Linked DNA regions of Sus scrofa: region 1 is linked to region 2. Evidence: chromatin contacts called from public Hi-C data. All regions are on one chromosome and are shown on one strand. Each heading gives the region's core, a stretch centred on a gene start, on an enhancer-like site or on the middle of the called end of the contact. The rest is flanking DNA. Distances are from core to core; before and after follow the strand shown.

The links. A called contact is a pair of places that touch in the nucleus more often than the background predicts.
Region 1: a contact with region 2 is called in a Hi-C map of mesenchymal stem cells, with 2.5 times the contacts expected there. The contact joins the enhancer-like site here to the promoter of ADD3 in region 2. A contact is called at or near these places in 7 of 47 Hi-C or Micro-C datasets (alveolar macrophages, blood, fetal heart ventricle and 3 more) and 2 of 2 datasets of contacts at active chromatin or transcription factors (alveolar macrophages and skeletal muscle).

The regions. Positions count from the first base shown.
Region 1 is chr14:120,517,790-120,524,783 of Sscrofa11.1, forward strand. The region is part of intron 1 of ADD3 (gamma-adducin); the gene reads left to right. Among named protein-coding and RNA genes, the nearest start is that of ADD3, 70 kb to the left of the region's middle. Within about 2 kb of position 4,477, at least 3 of the 83 cell types and tissues checked have an H3K27ac peak or open chromatin away from gene starts, as enhancers often do.
Region 2 is chr14:120,447,997-120,455,253 of Sscrofa11.1, forward strand. It overlaps ADD3 (gamma-adducin), which reads left to right and starts at 3,425. Exons shown (of 15, transcript XM_001924738.5): 1 at 3,425-3,746.

The sequences.
Region 1 (6,994 bases), core at 3,227-5,726, 71 kb after region 2:
AGGAATTCCTGAATATAAAGTACAGATAGTTCTTGCTTTATAAAATATGTGCTCTAAAAATTGGCTGTATCCTGATATGATATGTTAAATGCAGAGGAGATTACGATTTAAAAGAACCTGGCAAGGAATCTTTGAAGTAAAGAATTCACATGGTGTAAGTAGTTATACCTTAATTTTTCTGTTTTAGTTTTTTTCAGTCAAGTTGTCATATAATGTGCCTTGTAAATGATAATCTTCAAAATATTCTCCATAAAAATGGGATATTTGTCACTTATGTATACTTTGATGTGGAAACCTATATTAATGTTAACCTTATGGCATTTTCACATCAGTAGTAATTTGATCAAAATGAGGGTAGTCTGATCTCAGCAATTTAACATGGTATTCTTCCCACCTTTCATCAGATTAGCAAAATTTCCCAATCCACAAAAGTAATCTTTCTCAGCATCTTTCTGGGCAGTGAACTTGAGCATTTAGGTGCCTGAAAATACAATGCTTGTGATCAATTGTGTTTTTCTTTTTTTTCCCCCAGCCCCTCCTATGCTTATACTTGTTACCATGCAGGCTTTGAGCCAATAGGGTATGGTATATCTGTGCCAGGTTGACCAAGTCTTTGTTTACTGACCTTGGTATTAACCAAGAACATTCTAAGACTCCTTTCATGGTGGTATGGTGGCAGATTGCAGTTTGACTGGCTTCAAGATAATTGGTCTTAATTACTTCTAAGTCATTGGTTGGTACAGTGTAAGAACAAGCATTGTTCCAAGAAAGGATATAAATGGTTCCTGAGTTTCTTTTCTTAGAATGTAGTCAAAAGATTAGGATGAAAGCAAAAGCACATGACACAAAACTGTATGGTTTGCTAGTAGATTGTAGGGTTCCTCTAGCTTAAATTATACAAACCACTGTAAACTGTTAACTAGTGACAGTTTTTATTTCCTTTTTGTATCAATTTCAATCTTTGGTACTTTTATTTAAAGTAAAGCCATGTGATAAAGTACAGGTTTATTAAGAAGTATTTGTCTTTGCATACCTTTCTGCCCCCCCACCCACCATAACTACTCATCCTTTTAAGACCAAGCTCCAATGTAACTTCCCAGGAAACTTTCAAATTGGCTCCTTTTTCTGAGTCTGTAATACATTTATTATAACACAATAACACAGTGTGCACTATAATTTTATAAGAAGCTGTCTCCCTCTTCCTTCCCGAACCCACTAAGTTCTTGGCTAGTATTTTAGAATCAGGGATCGTGTCTCATTTTTTTCTTTGCATTCTCCAGCTGTTCTGCATCCTCAATTGTAGCACATGGTAGGTGTTGAATGAACTGTTGTTAAAAGAATAAATGAATTTAAGCAGAAAAATAGTTGCTGAATTGACTAATAACCAACTTAGAATTTAAAGAGAATTTTTTAAAATCTAAAATGAGAGTAGATTAGTATCTACATAGAGCTATAGATTTGGCACAGAACAGGTTGATATTCTCTAACCATAGTAACACTTGGGGCAGAAAGTATAATGCAGTAAGTTAAAGTGCTTCTAAAATGCAAAGAAGAGATGTGTTTGTAGCTACTTTTGTTTTTGGCTTGTTTTTGTTATAATTAAACCTCCTATCATGTTGTCAGTTTGCTTGAAGAAATGGAAAGTTGGCAAATCTACCAACTGTCCAAAGATACTTTTACTAAGGGCAGGCAGAACTGGAGGGGTTGAGGGATGGGAGTGAAGATGGGGAGTAAATGTCTAACCCTGTCCCTGGCCCTGTCTTGGAGAGAGCTTATGACAGTATATGGAGACTTGAAGCTGTTTTAATTTTTAAATTTTTATTTATTTATTTATTTATTTTAGGGCCACACCTGAGGCATATGGAGGTTCCCAGGCTAGGGGTCTAATCAGAGCTGCAGCTGCTGGCCTATGCCACAGCCACAGCAACGCCAGATCTTTAACCAACTGAGCGAGGCCAGGGATTGAATCTGAATCCTTGTGGATACTAGTCAGATTCATCAACCACTGAGCCACGATGACAACTCCCAAAGCTGTTTTAATTTTAGAGGATGGGATGTGGTTCTTGTCATGGATAGGCAGCATGTGTTCTATAGCTTGAATTTAGAGAAGTGAGATTGTTAATCCTGTAAGCCGTGTGATATGTCCGCTTGGCTGCTTACCTATCTTATTAGCAATGTTGGAAGCTAAGTACTTGAAATCTGAGCAATGAGAATATTTAAATTTCCCAAGATTTAAAAAAAAAATGTTTGGTATGGCTTTTTTTTTTTTTAACAGGGTAAATTATTTGAAATATGACACACATTTACACACACATTATAAAAGCAACAATTAAAAAATGGTTCCAGGGAGTTTCCTCTTGCAGCTCAGCGGGTTACAAACCCAACTAATATCCAAGAGGATGCACTGGCCTTGCTCAGCAGGTTAATGATCTGCCCTTGCTGTGAGCTGTGGTGTAGGTCACAGATGTAGCTCAGATCCTGCATTGCTGTAGCTGTGACGTAGCCTAGCAGCTACAGCTCCAGGTCGACCCCTAGCTTGAGAATTTCCATATGCCACAGGTGCAGCCCTTTTTTAAGAAAAAAAGAAAAAAAAAAAAAAAATGGCTCCATGGTCCCATACCTTTAGATGGAGCAAATCAAAACAAAAGTACTATTTCTGGGAGTTCATTGATGGCCTGTTGGTTAAGGATTCAATGTTGTCATTGCTGTGGCTTGGGTTCGATCCCTGGTCCAGGAACTTCTACATGCTGAGGGTATGGCTGAAAACAAACCAACAAAAAGTGTTTTTAATAAGAAACTGCATGTGTTATGAGTGATTCATATATTGTGTGGCCATATCACATTTTATTTTTACTTGTTTTCTATTCTGTCTTTGAACTTTTCTCCAATATTTGTAAATGTAGGTTTTTTATTTTTTAATTTTTTTATGGCCACACCCATGGCATATGGAAGTTCCGGTCCCAAGGATTGAATCCAAGCTGCAGCTGCAACCCATGCCACGGCTGTAGCAACTCCAGATCCTTAACCCACTGTGCCAGCCAGGCCAGGGAGCAAAGTCACACCGCCACAGAGACAAGCTGGATCCTAACCAGTGCACCATAGTGGGAAGTCCTTGATTATAGGCATTTTTAATAGTACATAAATATTTATTCTTCATTTTTATGTTGATATTTATATGTAGTCTTTCTCATCTTTTAAAAGGTGCTTAATAAAAAGTGTTGTTTTAAAAAGTATTATGCTATAGTTGAGTCAAAGCCATGTTTTTTTCCACTGGAAGTTTTAGCATTCTTCAGATACAATACCGGCTCGCTAGTTTGGTTAATTTTTGTTTTAAATTGGAATCATGCCCAATCTTTAGACCTAATATTTTACCGAATTTGAACCTCAACTTTATTAGGCTTATCTCACCAATCATTTTATATAATGTTTATTTATTTATTTATTTGGTCTTTTTAGGTCCGCACCCACGGCATATGGAGGTTCCCTGGCTAGGGGTCTAATCAGAGCCGTAGCCAGCCTACACTACAGCCACAGCAATGCTAGATCCTAGTCATGTCTGCAGCCTATACCACAGCTTACGGCAACACTGGATCCTTAACCCACTAAGAGAGGCCAGGGATCGAACCCACAACCTCATGGTTCCTAGTCAGATTCGTTGCTGCTGTGCCACAACGGGAACTCCTATATTATGTTTAAATACATTTTTTTTAATCTAGGAAATAAAAACTTCTGAATATTAACCATATCTCATTTATCCCCAATCTTTTCTATCGTGACTTTTTAGTAATTGCTTCCTCCTTAAATCCTCTATCATCTCTTTTAACAAATAACTATCAAATATTAAATAGACAAAGGCCTTTATTCATTTACCATCGATAATATTTTTTGAACATGCCCTATGCTAGGTCCTGAGGGGCTTCGCCCTGAAGTTCCTCACAGCACATGTGAGAACTATGTCAGTGAACAGAAAATTGTGAGTCAATGTAATGAGTGCTTTGTTGGAGGTGGGCCAGAGGGCTGTGGGACTTGAGGCTTTAAACTTCAAGGTGGAGGCTTCTAGGAGGCTTTCCTTCATAAATCATCTTCGCAAGGGAGGCAAAACCAGAGTATTCCTAAAGGAGAGATTACAGAATGTGGCCAGAGATGCCCGCAGACAAGAGTTCACTTCACCAGTTTGGTGAGGCTCTCATTTTCTGAAGCATGAGCACCATGGTCAGCATTTTCATCAAGGAGTTATCTATGTTGTATTATTACTTCAGAGAACAGTTAACTTGGGGAAGAAACATCCATGCTGAGAATAAGAGCTGTTCTGTCTCTCTTATGGGTTCTAGGGCCATCTCTGACTTGTATATCATAACCCCAGGATGGCGGACTATTCTGTGAAGATAATTCCTGCGTAGAATTCATGTACCCCTTATCACCTTAGCTTTGGTTTGTTTTTGTCCAGGCCTTTTTTCTCTCTTTGACTTTTGCTCCCTCTGCCAAATCTCTTATGCTGTTCAGTTGCCCCTCAACTGTCTGGGCTTTCTTTAACCCAGAGCTTCCCCATGGTATGTGTAAAATTGGCCTAATATGAAAATAACTTGTAATGAAAAATAACTACTCTGCCTTTTCTCTCTGTTGCCACTAGTTGTGTGATGCTGTTTAACCTCCTTGAGTCTCAGTATTCTTTCTTATAAAAGGGGCATGATAGTACTGATAGAGTTCTTGTGGGTGGGACATGGGATGAGTACGTAAAGCACACAGCAGCCTGAATTATTCCAGTGGCACTTTGACTGCTTAGTGGCAGTCACTTCCCTGAGAACACAGGAGTTTGCACACAGTTGGTTTTTACTCTTTTTAAAATTGTATGTCTTTTAATAAGGTCTATGATCATCTCCCTGCCTCCCATTTTTCTGGCACTTTGCTTTTCTTTTTGGTGAGTGTTCACTCTTAGTTGTTTTGCTACTTTGATCATAACCGAGTACCCATTTACACAGGTATATCTATTCAGCAGATGTTTATGGATGGTTTCATTGTGCTAGGTGTGCTTGGTGCTAGGCTTTGGGGTACAGAGGTGATCCCATTCAAGAGGAGGAAGCACATGGAGTTCCTGTTGTGGCGCAGTGGAAACAAATCTGACTAGGAACCATGAGGCTACAGGTTCGATCCCTGACCCTGCTCATGGGTTAAGGATCCGGCATTACTGTCTATATTGCTGTGAGCTGTGGTATAGGCCGCAGACATGGCTCGGATTTGGTGTTGCTGTGGCTGTGGTGTAGGCTGGCAGCTGTAGCTCTGATTTGACCTATATGCTGTGGGTGTGGCCCTGAAAAGAAAAAAAAAGAAAGGGAAACACATGGAAGTAGCCAGCTGGTATGAGGAGTTCTGTAATGTTATTTAAAGCATTATGGGAACACAGAGGAAGGAGCTTTAAATTTTGATTAAATCAGGAAAGTAGATTAGATGGGAGCCCTGAATTCTCATTTGGTGGATAAAAGGAGGATCATGGAACTGTTTATACAAAGACAGGTAGAGATATAAGGTATATATGGTCAACATGAAGCAAAAGTCTGTGCTTTCCTCCCCCACCTCTCCAGTTCTTCTACCATAAAAGTAAACAGAAAAGAAAGCCTTTTTTTTTTTTTTTCTGATTTGAAAACTACCTTGCCTCTGGTGAATAAAGCATTCTGCTTTATGTGCAGTTATTTTATTTACATATATATGCAAAATCAGAGCAAATGTAGGGGTAGCACAAGTGTTTAAAAGCAATACATGAACGTGCATATTCTTGAACTGTGTTTTCATACTGTCAGTTTTCTCTCCACTTCCTGTGTTTCCTTCCATTGATCACTTACTTTATGCCTGGCACTTTACAAAGATTCTCTCTTTTAATCCATACAACTCTATGAGTTAAGATTCTCCTTGTTTAGCAGATGAGAAAACAGACCCAAATTTAAAAACCCAAAACCAAAAATTTGTTTAAGATGCTTTGGCTTGTAGGTAGTTGAGCTCTTCCTCTGAGCCAGCCTTATCTCTAGTTTCTGTTCTCTTCATCCTAAAATGAAGTGTAGAGCTGCTGCTTAAGAGCCTTAGAGTAAGCCCATCCAATAAATTACTGACCAGTTGGATGACTGTACAGGCAGCCAAAACTTTCTAAGTTTTAATTCCTTCACCTAAGAAATTGAGTAGCTGGAACAGATGAGTCTAATTCCTTTTAACTTTATGATTTCTTCTTAAGCTCCTTCCATGTACATATCTGATCGTTTTGTTCAAGCAAGTATAAGTTATGGGATGTAGTGGAAAATATTCCAAAGCATAGATTGCGAAGGCAAGACTCCTTGGAGTTTAAAAGTACTTTAAAAATCAAAACAGTGATTGTTTTTAGGAAAGTGGGAGAAGGGATTGCCTGGGAAGAGGCATGAGAGAACTTTTCTGGGGTTAAAATAATATTCTTTATCTTGACAGGATTTGGGGTTATACAAAGTATATACTAACATTTCTGCATTTCATTCTATGTAAACTTTACATCAAAACAAAAAAGCCGTAAGCAAATATTGAGCTCTTGGTAATGATATGCATGCAGAAGTGTTTATGGGGAATTATACTGATGCTTATAATTTACTTTAAAATGCATGAAAGATAAGATGATGAAAAGAATGGATAGATATTTGATAAAATACGTGTAGTACAGTGTTAATAGTAGAATCTAGATATTGTATATATGGTACTCATTGTAAAATTCTTTCAAATGTGCTTATATGTAAATTTTTAAGAATAACATAATACATATATATTAGTATTAAATATTATATTAATAAATTATTGAGGGGGAAATCACTTTAAGAGTGAGTTGATAGGAGTTCCCTGATGGCCTAGTGGTTAAGGATCCAGCATCGTCACCTGCAGCATCTTGGGTCACTGCTGCGGCATGGGTTTAACCCCTGGCCCAGCAACTTCCACATGCTGCAGGCGTAGCCAAAACATTGACAATTTCATATCTACAGCCTCTTCT
Region 2 (7,257 bases), core at 2,175-4,674:
ACCCCACTGATTGAATATATGACATTACATAGTATGAAAAGGTGGTTGTTCTTCGCTGAGTTTACTTTTCTGTCTGAGAGCTTTAAAAGGTAAATTTGGGGGAAGGGGATGGAGGAGTGCCCTCTACATAAATTCTTAGCTCTTCATGTTGCCTGTGCTAGCTGAGAAGTTGTTAAATTGGGAGCCGCAGGGTGCAGGTGTAAGCATGCGCTCAGAGGGAGCGAGAGAAACCTGTTTGCCTTCTAAAACAATAAGTAGTAAAACAGGTTGTTTAGGGTAAAGTCCCTTGAACTCGGTAATTGATTTTAAATACATCTGCCTATTATAATACCTTCTATTTACAAAGTGCTTTGAAAAGTTCAAAGCATTTTTACCTTTATTATCATTTGAGCTTCATAACTACCCTATGAGTTAGAGACAGCAGATATTATAATCCACCACCACCACTTAAAAGATGGCTAAACTGAAGCAAAAGCATGTCAAGAAACTTGTCTGAGGTCACATAACCAGTTGGTTTCACAACTAGAACTAGAGCACCAGGATTTTGAAACCTAATCCTGTGCTTTCCTGGCAGAGTGTCTCTGGCTACTGCTTTATCTACCCAGAGTTCATGTGGAGATTTGTGGTTACAGTTTAATTGGAGAATACAAATCGGGCATACCTAAAGAGCTCTACAGAAGGGAGATTGTTTCTCTTAGATCATGACTGTGTTGGAAGGGGGGGGGGGTAAAGAATGAAGTCAGTTGTTTTAGACAGTGCAAACTACAAACAAACAAAAACACTCTGTAATCAGTTTCTGAATATTTGGGGAGCTATTCATTCATTAATTTGTGTATTCATTTTTTTAAAGTATCTTTTAAGTGCCTTTATATGAGAGATTGTGCTCAGTACTTTGGGGAAGATACAAAGAAATGCATTTAATTTTAAGGGGTTCCTTCAAATTATACAAATAACAGCTATTTTATTCATTGTCCATTACCACCTGGTAGAAGAAATGAAATGCCTTCCTTTCAGAAGAGCAAGACAAATAAAAATGGATGAAGAAACAGGGCAACTAATTTCCTTCAATTCTACTCCTGTAGAAGGGTTTAAAAAAAAAATCTAGGTACACAAAACACCAAGTTTGCTATGTCATCTAATCTAAGGTAATGCCCCTTTGAGACTAGGGAGAATGGGCTTAGGTTAGTGCCAGGTTCCTTATCAGGAATACAAGATCAGGATTTAAGGAAAAATGTTAGTATCTAGACCCAAAAGCAACTTCCAAAAATCATCTCTGAAGGCCAGAATTAAGTCTCGCCAATACTTAACCCTACCTGGATCCAAACGCACTTTTCCTCCTGGCAGCTTAAGCATGCAGACAAAAGGTAACAGAGGTGCAATGGGTGCAAGAGGCAAGTGGCAGTGTTGAAGGGTCTGTCATTTGGGTGGAAGATAAGTAAGAGTTTGCAAGTGTTGAGAGTTTCCTTAGAGGTCACTTAAATCTCTCTCTCTCTCTCTCTCTCTCTCTCTCTCTCTCTCTCTCTCTCACACACACACACACACACACACTTCCCTAGACAAATTTCTTTACTTTCTAGCATAAACACCTCCAAACCTGAAGGCAAAATTTGTGTTAATATTTACACATATTATAAGCACTTGTTTGATATATATTTTTAGTTTATACTACATGTACACAAATGGTGTCATTGAGTGAAACCACTTTTTTTTTTTTGCTGTGACAGGTCTTGCTCAGCCCCCACTATGGGTTTGTGAAACATTGTGTATGCTCATATGTGTTGTTATTTGTCTTGTGTGTGAATAGTGGAGACTGAGTTAAGTCCCCTGTGTCCCATATTACTCCTCTGGGTTTCCATTTTTTCCACTTGTGAAATTAGAGTTGGAGTCAGTGAGCTCTAAACTGTTCCAACTCTACCATCTGACGTTGTACCAGTTTTTAAAATACACCGTTAAACATACATTTTGTACTCCACTCAGTCAGTATCCTTAACCAAATTGGTCATAGTTGGGTACAAAATCATAAGTCAGATAAAACTAAGTTTATTCACTTTACAAAAAGATATTTGATTTGCAAAATAATTTCAGAATAGTGGAAAATAACAAAATCTGGCTATACATTTAAAATATAGATTTATTTATTTATTTCTTCTTCTTCTTCTTCTTCTTCTTTTTTTTTTTTTTTAGGGCTGCACCTGTGGCATATGGAAGTTCTCAGGCTAGGGGCTGAATTGGAGCTACAGCTGCTGGCCTACACCACGGCCACAGCAATGCCAGATCCGAGCTACCTCTGAGACCTACACCACAGCTTGCAGCAACACAGGATCCTTAACCCACTGATTGAGACCAGGGATGGAACTCGAGTTCTCATGGGTACTAGTCGGGTTCATTACAGCTGAGTCACAAGGGGAGCTCTCTATATTTATTTTTAATCCAAGTTTTTAGGAAAAGTAGTGTAGAGTCAGACATACATGCATTAAATAATGAAAATATAAACATTTAAATGTCATAAAATCATAGTATTTTGGAATGTGAAAGGAAATCTCAACCCAATATCCTTATTCTACAATTTAGGGAACTATGAAACAGAAAAGTTTATTTACTTGGTCAAGAGCACATAGGTAGTTAACAAAGGCTGTGCCAAAAAAATCAATTGCAGGATATTTTCTGCATTTTTCTCTATTTATATTTTGGGTCCACACCTCCTCATTTACCTGTGAAGGAAAAAAATCACAGATGTTCACTGCTCAAATTTAAATATTATTTAAAATAAAACAAAGTTATAATGCAGACTCCCAAGTTCCTCATGTGTAGACACATCACATTTTAATAGTGTAAATAGTAGATTTGCAGGCATTTAAAGTAATCTACTTGAGTTCTTAATTTTGCTGAACTCTGCCACTGAAATAGCATAGTACCCTGCTACTATTTTCTAAAACTATTTCAGATATTTTTGTTTTTCTATAAATAATATTATTTGATAACTACACCTTGATCTCTGTCAATAATATATTTTCTTTTCTTTTTTTATTGAAGTAGAGTTGATTTACAATGATATATTCTCTAATACATTCATTGAAATTCCAGATATGCTTATAAGTGTAAGACTTTACTCCATTGCCCCCAATCATGTGTTTTATTATTTTTCACGTTCTTGTATTAAATAGTAAATAACCTCCCTTTAAATAGTTATCACTTTAGTGCAATGATTAGAAATTAAATATTAACACAAAATACTAGTCAGTTTCAAGGCACATCACTTTATTTTTGCCATGCACCCCAGAGTTTGCAGTTAGCAGGGCTCTTTAAAACTAATGCTTCTAGCATTTCATTGACTCACACTAAATTGGTCCCTAGATCACCCAGTTAATTTTAACCTTGACCTCCCACAGCTGTATTGCCTTACTCAGCCCAGAAAAACTCCCTGCTTCCACCCTTTCTGCCTCTTATGAAGCAATAGTGCAGAGGAAAAACAAAACCCATTCCTTTAAGAAAGATTCCGCCTCCTCTCTTTTAAGCAAGCGCCTAATGCTAATTGTGGAGTCTCTACTAAAGTCACACACTTTACTACTCAGCATTGGGAGAAGCTGCTGCTGCTGCCGCTGCAGCTGTTACCGCTGCCGCTGCAGCCGCCGCCGCCACCGCGGGTCTGAGGCTGCAGTAGGTTTCTGTGCAGCATTGCAGATCCACACCTAGAAGACACACGCGTCTACTACGCTGGACACAAGAAAGCCTTAGATCCTCAGTGGGTAAGCAAATCTTTTATCCATTTTGTCCAGAAACTGTGGGAAAGAGAGTGATCATGGAAAGGATTGCTCATCAGACATGCTTAAGATGGATTATGTTAATTTGTCTCCCTTTTTGGGGGGGGGTCCTAGATTTGTGACTAGCAAATGCCCTGTATAGGGGAGACTATTGTCTGATACGTGCCCTTAACATACTTTTGGGGGGCTGTTCATAAAAAGGTAACCTTAATGAATTGCCAAGCTTTTCATTCTCTGCTTTTTAAATGCAAGAAAACATCCAGCCACTCCCAATATTTCTCTCAAATACTGCAGATATTTTAAAATCCCAAATAAAATGACAGGCAGAACATTTTCTAAATATTTTCTACCCAAAGCCAGGAAGCCTTCCCCACGATCCTTTAGGGGTATCTAAAAACCATAAGACATCGTTAGATTTTGAGCATATGGGAGATGGTGGTAGACTAAAATTTCTTAAGGTTTAGTCCAGTGCAGAGAGAAAATAAGGATAAATGAATCACAGTTTGGGCCAAGACAAGATTCATTTTCCACACTTCATATGTGGGAAGAGGAAACTACATTTTAATTAGCACATTTTTAGGGAGGAGGGAGGGGATGAAGATGAGGGGGATGGCATGAAGTATTTGAGGGGGAAGAGAAGAGTCTGCAGAAGAGGAAGGAAATGAAATGGAGTGTTGCCAATGCCTTGGAAACGAAGAGAGATAAGGGTGGGGAATGAAGTTTGTTGTGTGTGTTAGGGTGGGGTTGACCCAAGGGACCATGAATAACCAGAATGGCGCTCAGCCGGGCGTGCTTGGGAGTGGATTCGTGCCTGTGGAGGACATGTACGCCAGAGGGATGTGCAAGTCGTGGGTGGCAGAGAAAAGTGTGCGTTGCTGGGAGGTCTATTTCTAGAGTAGGTCGTGTCTGGGAGGTGGGGGGTGGGCGGCCCTAGTGTCACCTGTGGATGGATCCACAGCCCTGCAATTGCGTGTTGCAAAGTTTACCCGCCCCCAAATTCATTTTGAAGGCTGGCGGTGCTTTGACTTTTCACCTCCCAGAGGTCAGCTGTCATAAGGTCTCAAGGCCAGGAGCCAAAGTGGGGATGAGACCCTTGATACCCATCAAGTAAGCAGGATTGAGAGAGCGCCTGCCCTGCCCCTCTGAGGAGGTGAGTAGAGGGAGGAGGCGCCCCCATAGGCAACTATGATGAGAATACCCAGGCCTCTCCTATGGGGGGCGTGCGGAGGTTGAACCTTAGCAGTGGCCTCCTGCTGAAGACCCAGCAGCCAGTGGCTAACTAAGAGCTGTGGCTTAGCCTCAGGATTAGGAGCTCTCTCAGGTTAGGGAGGGCGACATTTCCGAGGCGCCCCTCCTCCCCGCCTCTAGTCGGGTTTGCGTAGGAGTCGTTTACACCTCCGACCCTCAGGGGACGCCGCGGATCGAAGCTGCATAGCCACAGAAGGACGCTGAAAAGATGCTAGACTGCTGTCCCCGCCAGGCCCTCCCAGGGGCCGGCCAATAAGCCCCAGCGACCGTGTCTTCTGTGACACTCTACTGGCGGGCCGGGTGGGGGCTTCAGGGGGTGGGACCAAGGCTCTGGAGGGGAGTACGGGACCACGAGGGGCGGAGCCTTGGGAGGCGGGGCCAGGAGTGTCCCAAGATTCCGAGGGGCGGGGCCAGGACGCTCGGGGGCCCGAGGGGCGGGACCAGGGGCGCTCGGGGGCTGCGAGGGGCGGGCTTGGGGGTGGGGCCAGGGGCGCTTGGGGGCCTAAGGGAGGGGCCTTAGGGGCGGAGCCAGGGGGCGCTCGGGGGGCGCTAGGCCAGTCCCGCCAGAGCCCGAGCAGCCTGCCGGTAACGGTCGCAGAGGCGCGGGGAGGGAGGGAAAAGAAGGAGGTTTAAGTTATATTTTAAAAAACCGAGATCGAGAGCTAGAGGCATCGCGACCCAGGTGTCGTCGCTTCCTGCTACAAAGGGCTCAGCGCCCAGGTCCCTCCTTCCTCAAGCCCCTTCCTCTCCTGCCCTCCCTTCTGGAGCAGTGCGGCGCTCAAGCGGCGGCAGTGGAGGATCGCCCGGCCGCTGCAGCCCCAGCGGCCGCGGAGAAGGAGGGAGGGAAGCACAAAGCCGGCTGCGAGCTGCGAGCTGCGAGGTAATCCTGAGGGGAGGGAAGGCGCCGTCTTTCTGCCCCTCCTTCCGGCAGGGACGGCGGGCGCCCGCGCGGGCTGGGCTGTGGGGACCCTTCCAGGGGGTCGCGCGGGGTTGAGGAATGTGACCGCTCGCAGGCCTGAGGGGACTTCCTATTGGCTGCCCTTGTGGCCTCAGGTGAACCCCTTTCTCTCCGAGGGAGGTGGATCTGCAGGGGAGGATCTCGGGGCGCTGCGAGGTGGGCCTTACGAGGTGGGGCGAGGTGGGGCGATTTCCCCTGGAGGACCGGGAGTTCTGAAAATCAAGAGCTAGCTGAGGCTTCGGTGACCCGGGGGACCTTACGCTCTGAAGGTGCGCTCCAGGAGGGTGGGAGGTTCCCGCGCTTGGAAAAAAGGTGGAGGTAAGGGAGTGGGTGTTGGTTTGTTTTACCCATTTTAAAAAAACTTCTGTTACAAGTTGAAAGTGTTCAGCCAAATCTTACTCCTGCAATCTGCGTCCCCATCCCCCTCAACAGCCACACACCCCACCCACCCCACCCCTGCAAACGTATGCACGTTAGGTTGCGCTTCCTGCCCGGGTTGACAAACAGAGTTGGCAGCAGGTTCGCTTTAGTGGTGTTTGGGGCACGTCCATCCTCTTCGGAGGTATGCTTTTATAAATGAGGCAAGATTGCAGAGACAGGTAGAGTAAGGTAGGCCTCTATTAAAATGGCAAGAATGGCCTCAGGTAAACTTTTTTTGTTGCAGAGATTTAATTGCAAGTAGATGCCAGTTTAAAATGAGAGAGTGATGTAAAACCACTAATTTCTTTGGCACATGTGCTATTGCAATTGACCTGCTAGAGTGATGTGGGGAGAAACAGAATTTAAGTCAACCGAGAGGCTTTGAGTGGGGATTATATGCAAATTTGGTGAAGTTGATAAGATTGGGGGGGGGTAGGAATCTACTACATAAAGGTGTGTGCACGTTTATGTTAAATTATAAGACATTTTAGGCTTAGCAGTGTGAAATGGTTGCTTTTCTTGGAATGGAGTACATCTATATCATGCTGAGTACCTCCTGATTTTGGCCTTAGAAAATTCCTAATGAGAGTATTAAAGAGAGTAAAATAAGAATACAGTGTAATTTGTCATTTTTAAATAAGATGCTTGACTCTTTTTTTTTTTTTTTTTTTGTCTTTTTGCCATTGCTTGGACCGCTCCCGCGGCATATGGAGGTTCCCAGACTAGGGGTCGAATCGGAGCTGTAGCCACCGGCCTACGCAAGAGCTACAGCAACGCGGGATCCGAGCCGCGTCTGCGACCCACACCACAGCTCCGGGCAACGCCAGATCCTCAACCCACTGAGCAAGGCCACGGATTGAACCTGCAACC